Regions from separate parts of the Danio rerio genome. Here region 2 is linked to region 1. A link is a contact called in public HiChIP or PLAC-seq data. All regions are on one chromosome and are shown on one strand. The core of a region is the stretch at or near the end of the contact, and the rest is flanking DNA. Distances in the headings are between cores, read along the strand shown. Region 1 holds the start of eno4 (enolase 4). Region 2 holds the start of atp6v1ba (ATPase, H+ transporting, lysosomal, V1 subunit B, member a).

Region 1 (4,328 bases), core at 1,004-3,503:
TGAAAAATAAAAGAACGTGAAAAAAAAAATTTGTAAATGTTTAATGTAAATTAATAATCACTTTGCTTGTAACTTTTACGCAGGCCTATAGCTATAATAAATGATAAAAAAGAGGACAGTGCCGCTGACAGCTGCGCTCTGATCTCATCATACATTTAGACTCATCCTGGATTTTTCCCCTCCAAAAAAAAAAAAAAAAAAAAAAAAAAAAAAAAAAAAACCGACAGTACAAAACATGTTTTATTAAATCTGCACAGGGAGCACATAAAATAGGATTGCTTCTAATGCAATCATGGTGGGGACAATTCTCCTTCTCATGCGAGTGGATAAATAAATAGCTAAATTGCAGTTAAAATTCCTAAAACAAAACATTTGTAATATCCGTACCTGCATATTTAATTAGAACTCAAGCAAAGTACACTGCCAAATTATGAATATATATAGAGTCCATGCACGTAGTTACAGCTGCCATGCTTGAAGAAAAACCTGTAAAATACAAGATTTAAGACTAAAAGTCAAAAAGAAGTACAAGGTGTGTAATCAAATAAAGTTAAACTTCACATTAAATATTTAAACCTAATGTTTTTGTAATAAATAACTTTGTATTAAACTTTGCAAACTCCGTAACTGGTGTGTAAAATTAGTTAGGCTACATGAACGTCATAAAGCAATTTATATAATAAATGAACTAAATTATGCTTTCGCATGTCTGAAAATATTCTGCCAAATCTGTTTCATGAATGTTTTCAAACATTTAAAGAATGGATGGATAATTAAATAAATAATAGGCTATCGGAAGTAGATAATTTTAGCTGTGACGGTGTAAAACAGAATGGCGCACTGCAAGGCCTGTTCATCCCATCCATCCAAACGAACAAACAAATACTTATCTAAAATGCTGGCAACTTTTGCACTTTGTATAATTTAGCCTGTATGGATTCAAGCGAGAGATTAGCATTTAATAATTTTGTTTACGCCTGAAAGCATTTGTAATGGGTTACTCTGAAGCAACTTTGAGAAGATAGCCTACATGTTAGGCTACGTAAAATTTCCTAATATTATATTTATTAATATATTATTATTATTATTATTAATAATAATAATAATAATTTTACTTATTTTCCCCACCATAATCATCAATAGTATTATCATTATTATTTTTTATTAGCCTACTATTATTACTATTATTATTATTAGCAATAATAATTTTACTCCCGTTCCCCACTTGCATAAAAACATCAACAGTCTTATTATTATTATCGAATAGTTATTATCAGTTATGCAAGTTATAGCCATTTCTTATTTATCTATTTATTGTAGCCTACATTAACGCATTTTTATTTGTTTTTTGTTAATGTTTTTTTTTGTCAATAAACACGTAGCTCAACAAAAATATTTTAAAGCTTCAGATCAAAGCTTTGGATGGTCTACACACGTTTTCACATGTAAAAAGTTTTGCCTTTCAGAAATGCCTTATAAATTTGGAGCTCCTAGGACACAACACTGATAAACAAGAGCAGGCATTTTCAACCTAACAGATCATTTCTTGAGCACTGAATAAACCTTCCATTGCATTTTCATTACCACATACATTCATATATCACATGGACCGCGAGTATAAGATTAACTTCAGTAGGCTAAATGTTAAATCCGGGGGTTCCGTAAAGCTCTTATCCAACAGGCTGACATGGAGAACCAAACCATAATGCGGACAAATAATTTGATTTGTAATAAATTCTGTTGCGTTTGTTTTTCTGAAATTGAATTAAAATGAACAAAGAAAATATAGGATACTTGTATACTTATATAAATGTGTGCAGGCTGTTATTCTAGCAGGCCTAACTTACAAATAATAATAATAGTTCTTTACTCTTTTTTAAATTAGTGAGTGCATGACATGTATTAGTTTTTTTATTTAATAGTTAAATGTTTTTTAATTGGTTTATTTTTTTTTATATTAAAGTACTGTTCGTAAACTTTAGGCTAAAGTTATAAACAAGAGGTCCAGAAATACTTAGCATACTGGTTTTGTGTGAATATTTATAGCTTACCGCCGAAGCTTATAGCTAAACACTGTTCATCAGTGAACCCATCACTTTAAGTCAAGAGGAATGAAAGGTAGATCTAGTGAGCACAAAACAGCGTCAAAACAGAAATATAACTTGCTCCAATTAAATCCGTTATGAATGGGAAAGGCAATCGCAATTCTCGCGGTGTTGCATGTGAGGTTGCCGAGCAACCACAGATCATCAACAAAGCCCGCGAGGACGCGCTCATGACGGCGTCTGTTGACTACAGACTGTAAACAAATGTGCAGAAATTCTGTTCTGCTTCTAAACCAGCAACTATGTCATATAAAGGATTCCCGAGCCATAGCAAAGTGTCAAAAGAGGACCAAGAGTTTTACGACTTGAAGAACAAAGCCGCCGAATATTACAGGTCCAACGGGGTCCCGCAAAAGATAGAAAGCGTCCTGAACGAGATGTTTTGGCAGAAGCCAGATGATATCTATGGTTATCTGGTGGGACAAATCACTTATTCTTTTGAGTTATTACAGCTCTGAACAATTCATTTCCAAATTTTAATTTTAGCTGTTTTATAATTATTGAATGCAAATTTGACATTGCGTCTTCTCCAGTGTATATGTTATTCTCTCAGAAAAATAACCGAAAGTCAGTATTGATGTACTTGAGATCCCCCCATAATTACGCACCAACATAATATACTGAAATCAATAACTGCCTACTCACTGCTCTTTTTCAGGCGAACTATTTTTCCGGGCTCTCATATACTCCAGTTATTAGTAAAATCACCGGAAAGGAGGTGTTTGACGGAAGAGGTTTGACAGCAGTTCAGGCTGAAGTTCACTGCATCATCAGAAACGAGGAAAAGGTATTTCAGATTTTTTTTTTCAAAGCAGATGGTAAAAAGTTTTTGAAAAATGTTTCTTGTGCTCATCAAGGCTGAATTTGTTTCATCAAAAATACTGAAAAAAAACTGCAATACTGTGAAATTTAATTGCAGTTTTTTAATGTGAATGTTGATCATTATAATATGGAAAAATTATCCCCCAAAAATATGTATATTATTATCAACCCTGAAAACAGTTGTTGTGCCTTATACCATACATCCTTTTATAAACACTATATAACACTTTTAAATAATCAATAACACATTATTTAAAAGTAACAGCCAGAAAATAAATAAACAGACAAAAACAAATTAAACAGAACAAAAATCTTTCAACATTGATAACATAAGAACCAAATAATTCCAACGTTATTTCACAATATTATTGTATTTTTGATCAAACAAATGAAGCCATGACAGCCAGAAAAAGATTTCTTTCAAAAACATTAAAATATCTTAATGCTTCTAAACTTTTGACCGATGATCTGCCAATTTAATCCAAAGGATTTAGATGTATTACAGTAAGCAGGCCTAAAATAATGAAAACATTTTACAGGCAGCAAGGTGGATATCAGATCTAAGTGTTTCTATATCAACGGTTATAAAGAACTAGAAGCTGGTCTCCCCATGACCTTTCACCTTATGCCATTTGCACCATGCTGTACAGTTCACAGGAGAAATTTGTAGTGACACGATGATGAATTTAGGTCACAGCATGTCCACATAGACGAACACATAACAATTAGAGTAGGAGAGCATGCCCGTTTATACTGTGACGCACGTGTCTCAGCAACCAACCGCTATGTGTGAATATCAGATCACTCTCTGTCTCTCATTCGCCGGCTGTTTTGCCTTCTCTCCATCTCTCTGTTTGGGCTTGCCGAGTAAGCATTATGTCTTCTGGCATGGTGGCCGTATTGCAGTGGAGAGTGCTGCTGTTTTGGTTTGGCACATTGAGAGCGTTTGACGGTAATACAGCAGGACAGGGAACAGCCCGATTGTAGGCATGAGCTGGGGGAGGAGAGGTGAAAGGAGGAGAGCTCATGAATAAAAGGGCAGAAATAAGGGGAGAAATGCCCATACTAAGAGAGAATGGCAAACGCTGTCCAGATTCAGATGAGAGATGCTTTGACGGTCCTGGAATGTGAATGTTGACCTTTGTATTAGCAATAGCCAAATCCTAACACCCTTCTTCAGGTCTAACTGAAGGCCTACGGCACCATTTAGCATGGCTGTGCAAAATAAAACCTACTTATCACATCATATATCTACATTTTTGTTATTCACCTTATTTTAAGGAATGTAGTGTTCACAATGAAATAATATTCAGTCTTGAATTTTGAAATTGCTTATATTTGTGACCATGATCCTCCTGATTAGCTATTTAAAAAATGCAGAACTTTTCCTAAAAGGCTGAA
Region 2 (4,843 bases), core at 1,082-3,581, 130 kb after region 1:
CAAACTTCCTCCGTTTGAACAATGATTTCAACTCACAGGGTTTTCCTTATTTTACAAGAGTTAGGTTGACTAATCTAAAAATGTCATGAAATACAGTTAAATTTCATTTCTATGTGCCAATGACAAATTAAATTGTGCTTTTTCAACACTTACAATGTTAAGTTTCAGAAGCCATAACTCACACTGCGTTTTGTCCAATGAAAAGCTCAAAAACGAGAACCCCCCTCCCAACAGCACTATCTGCAACCAAGCAGCAAATCACGTTCATGGCAATGTTTTTACTTAATATGAAACATGTCAACACAAGGGGGGGAAACTGTGCTTTTCATATTGTTTTAAACAATTTGTGATGTGCTATTAGGTTGCATCTGACAAGGCAAACAAGTTGACAACAAAACCCTTGACAAGAAATGGAAATGACAAGAGTCAGACTGAAAGAGGCTGAACACAAAAAGTCAATTTGAATTGACATGATGGAAAAGGATGAAAAGCACTCCTCACAGTAGCCCATATTTCTGATGGACTAAAGCAGCATGAGCAAATTCAAAGATAGATCGGAACCAGTGATGGATTCACATGTCACTGTAAAATTAGAGGCTGGCAAACAAAAGCTTGTATTACTGTTAATTAACATTCAAGCAGAATGATTATGAAAAATGTTATTCTCCTATTCACGATTCTAGCCACAGAAAAAAATGATGAAAAACTGCAGTTTATTTGAATTAAACGATTATTATTAATCATTTAAAATAAGACTATACAATCTACTAACAAAAGGCTGTAAATTAGTTGAATGCAAATGTAACAGTGTCATTACGGTTTTCTAAAGGTTCTAGTCACAATTTAGAGGCTGCAAGAAATTGACAGGGTTTAAAGGGAAATTTCTAAAATTAAATTATGATAATTTATTACATTTTTATTATTAAATAATCTGATTAATTTCATAATTGTAATATTCAAAAAAGTGACTATTATTAACTTAATCAATGATTTGAAAATAAATAAATAAAATTCCATTTTACTTCATAAAAACTAATTACAAAAACAAATACACAATAGTAAAGTATGAAACTATAATAATACTTAAAGGAATTATGTATAAAATGTAGTTCAGGTAAATAAATCCACAAATAAATTAATTAATAGAAAAAAGATACAGTGTGGTTTTACAGAAACCGTTATTTCTTTTATATAACTTTTCTAATATTTTTGATTTTTAACAATGGCTTTAACATATTAGAATGTTTCTAGACAAAGATGACCATATTTAGGGTTCTGTTGCATCAAAAAGATAACATCTTAAACAACTTTTCAGTTAGAAAAAAAGTCACATGATGTGTGTGAGGCTGAGGGTTCCTAGTTGAGCATGATTCACCAGCTCAGCTGGGTGTCACGTGATCATGTCACATGAGAGGGATCATCACTCCATCTGTCTCTCTCTGTATGCATTTGAGTGAAAATCAAAAACTAAATAATAAAAACAGTCCATTGACCAAAATATACAGGCCGAAGTTAAATATTTGCTATGGAGTTGGTCATGCTCTCGATTTTAAACAATTGTAGACAAATAAATCATTCATAGATGATGTCTTTAAACACTCACACACAACTGTAAAATGCCATTTATAAACAATCCATAACAAAAAATGAAGAATTTACTGTAGCTTTTGATAAACATTTAAGTTTAAATAAAAACCTGATATGCATATCAGCAATCAACTGTAGCCCTTATTAGCAAGCTAGCATGCATAAACAATCGCTTCAACCTTCAAAGACACCAAAGGTTATTCGCTTTCTAGCTTAAATAAGCTTACAAATTGCAAGTATTTATGTTTTCTTACACTTTGGCGGTTCAAGAAATGAGTAAAATAAACAAAAGAGGCGATCGATTTCATATAAACATCTCAGCCGACTGTTAGCATGACAGTTGTGCTACATTCACTTGAATCTGACATTCGACAACACAAGCAATACATGATTATATACTGGACAAACACACCAATGTCTAGGCTTTGTTTAACACCTGATTACACACAAAATGCTAACTAAAGTGCAGTGCAGATAGAGAAACGCCAGATGTGTTCGTGCAGTCAGATGTCTATGAATGAAAGGTGACCTGAACTCACTCAGTCTGGGCTGGGAGATGTAGTTTCTGACCACGGCTTGAGCGTGTTGTCGTGCCGCCGCTTCGGGGCCATTTAGATCCACGGGCCGGTTCGCTACTAACGTCGACATTGTTGTTGTTTTAGTTAAATTAAATTATACGGTCTATGTGTAAACAGCTGAGCAGTGAGCAGAGATGAACAGCCGGAGTCATATGACACCGTGAACAGGAAATAACACTCGTGCACGCCCACGTAAAAGACGTGTGCGTAGCAGTTCACTAGCGCGTGCATGTAGTCGAGAGCGCCCATAAAAAGGTAATCGTTTCCACGAATTTACACATTTGAGTCTCATGACCAGGGGTGGCCAAACTTTTTCTTGTGAAGGGTCAAAATCATACTTGTTTTAGAGGGTGGGCCAAGGGTAAATAAACCAGGCTATAGCATTAAAGCTCCCATAGCAATTTCCTAATTAATTAATATAGAAAAATAAATAGAAAATATACTTCTATTGTATTAATAATTATAATTTTTTTTTTATATTTTATAATGAACTTCTTACAATAAAAACTTAAACAAACGTTTATTATAACACAATGGTGTTCAATGCTAAATACACAAGTCAGTCTGAACCTGCCTTTAAATTTAGGTTTAAATTAAAAAGTTAACAATAAACGAGTTAAAATAAGATTAAAAATTTTAAAAATCATTTACAAATTGATTTGAAGCCAATTAAATCCATAATTCTTATCATTATAAAAGAATGCATATATTGTGACTAAATAATTAGCCTATAAATACAAAGTATTTAAACAACTAAATATTAGCTATAAAAAATAAATGTGTAAATATCTAATACAATAAAAAAACAAATTTAACTTACACAAGTTTATCCTTAGGTTAATTAAATATATAAAATATTGAAACTATTAATTCAGTTTAAAAAAATTATTGGCCTTTTTTCATGATATTGACTTGAAACAGTGGACAATTTGACATCTGGACACTTCTGAAAATAAAGAACATTTTAAATGAAGCATTAAAATGAACAAAACAAATCTGTTTAAATGCACAATTCACAGAGCTATTGCTATTTTTGGTGTTTCAAAACAAAAAAAAACATCTCCAACAAGCCTTCATTATAGGCATGACTGCATTCAAGCGGCTAAAACTAAAAAAACTGGAATCTCCTTTTCCTCCATTTTGAATCGGTTAATGGATATGTCCTCCGTCAATCATTTTGGAAAGGCTCTGATTTAGGAGGTCCAGTTCTAAGGGAAAATTCTTTGCTACCTAGAAACCCTTACTCGGATACTTAGACCTGAAACATGCTTAATCTAAATCCAGCACCCCTCATGAAAACTGACTGCACATACCTTTCAGGACTTTATGATGATTACATACTCTGTAACACTACATTTTGTATTTCCATCAGGTGAACTCACGAAAGTCATAATATATTTACATGCAAAGTTTGTATGTTCTGAGACAGGGTTGTTCTGTTGTACTTAAAAAAAAAAAATCTTTAAATAAAAGTATAAAGAAGCAAAATTGTGTAAAATGGCTTCACCCCTCAGTCGTTACTTGTTTTTTTTAAAGTCACATAAATAATTACCACACAGATTCAAGGATATAATCGCTGTCAAAGGTGCATTTAAATGCTGATTTAATATGAATACATAGAGAAATACATTTTAAAATAATAAATGTAATAGATTTTGACATTTAAAAATCACTTACGGTGAATGAATAGTATTTTGTTTATCAGTGTTAAAAAGGTCAAATGTGTTCTGTATTTCAGTGTTGTAAAACAATAAAACTTAGGAGGGGTGAATACTTTTAGACACCTGAAGTGAAGTGGAGCATGAATGAATCACAAAGCACCTTATTTTACTGAGGTGAGGGCCTTGATTATAAAATAGCAGCACAGTGTTAATTAATGCTCGAGCTTTGAAAAGCAGACACACAGTTTTTAAAAGCTTTTTATTTTTTCTTTTAATAAACTGATTCAAAATGTTCTTATCTTCAGAGTTACCATCCGTTTTAAATGTTGTGTCTTTATAAGAGACCCGTGCAGAGTACCATTCTGTAGTCTTTGCATAAATATTTCTTTTGATTTACTGCCAAAAAAAACACATATTTACATTTTATTGAGCATAATAAAATATGTATTTTTTGGTTGTAAAGCGAATACTAATGACAGCTTCTTTGCTTTTAAGCAAGGTTTCTACATTTACCTAATAAATTAGCTGTAATAAATTAAATCAAATCAAATAGGTTACATTACATATCTATGCAGATAGATGGAAAGATAGATAGATAGATAGATAGATAGATAGATAGATAGATAGATAGATAGATAGATAGATAGATAGATAGATAGATAGATAGATAGATAGATAGATAGATAGATAGATAGATAGATAGATAGATAGATGGATAGATGGATGGATAGATGGATGGATGGATGGATGGATGGATGGATGGATGGATGGATGGATGGATGGATGGATGGATTTTTATAAAATATTTTTTAAACATCTTATTATATTTTTTATTTTGTGTTAAATCAAAATTAAAAAGTTGATCATTATATTATTTTGTGGACTAAAAAAATGAAGATTTTCATAAAATATTTGTTGGTTTGGAAAGAAAAAATATGTTGTATAATAAATAATATCTAGATAGTTGAGTTTGTGAAATAACATATGGGTTCCCAAACTTTTTAGCCTGCGACCCCA

The links. HiChIP or PLAC-seq counts read pairs in DNA pulled down with a chosen protein or histone mark.
Region 2: an H3K4me3 HiChIP or PLAC-seq map of gastrula embryo shows a contact between it and region 1, with 4 times the contacts expected there. The contact joins the promoter of atp6v1ba here to the promoter of eno4 in region 1. A contact is called at or near these places in 2 of 4 datasets of contacts at active chromatin or transcription factors (embryo and gastrula embryo).

The regions. Positions count from the first base shown.
Region 1 is chr17:22,674,464-22,678,791 of GRCz12tu, forward strand. It overlaps eno4 (enolase 4), which reads left to right and starts at 2,254. Exons shown (of 13, transcript NM_001077547.1): 1 at 2,254-2,521; 2 at 2,764-2,892. The coding sequence starts at 2,348. The region is part of intron 1 of LOC141378555; the gene reads left to right. It overlaps LOC141378556 (a long non-coding RNA gene), which reads right to left and starts at 2,224. Exons shown (of 4, transcript XR_012393357.1): 1 at 2,052-2,224; 2 at 388-486.
Region 2 is chr17:22,809,092-22,813,934 of GRCz12tu, forward strand. It overlaps atp6v1ba (ATPase, H+ transporting, lysosomal, V1 subunit B, member a), which reads right to left and starts at 2,332. Exons shown (of 14, transcript NM_182878.1): 1 at 2,127-2,332. The coding sequence starts at 2,235.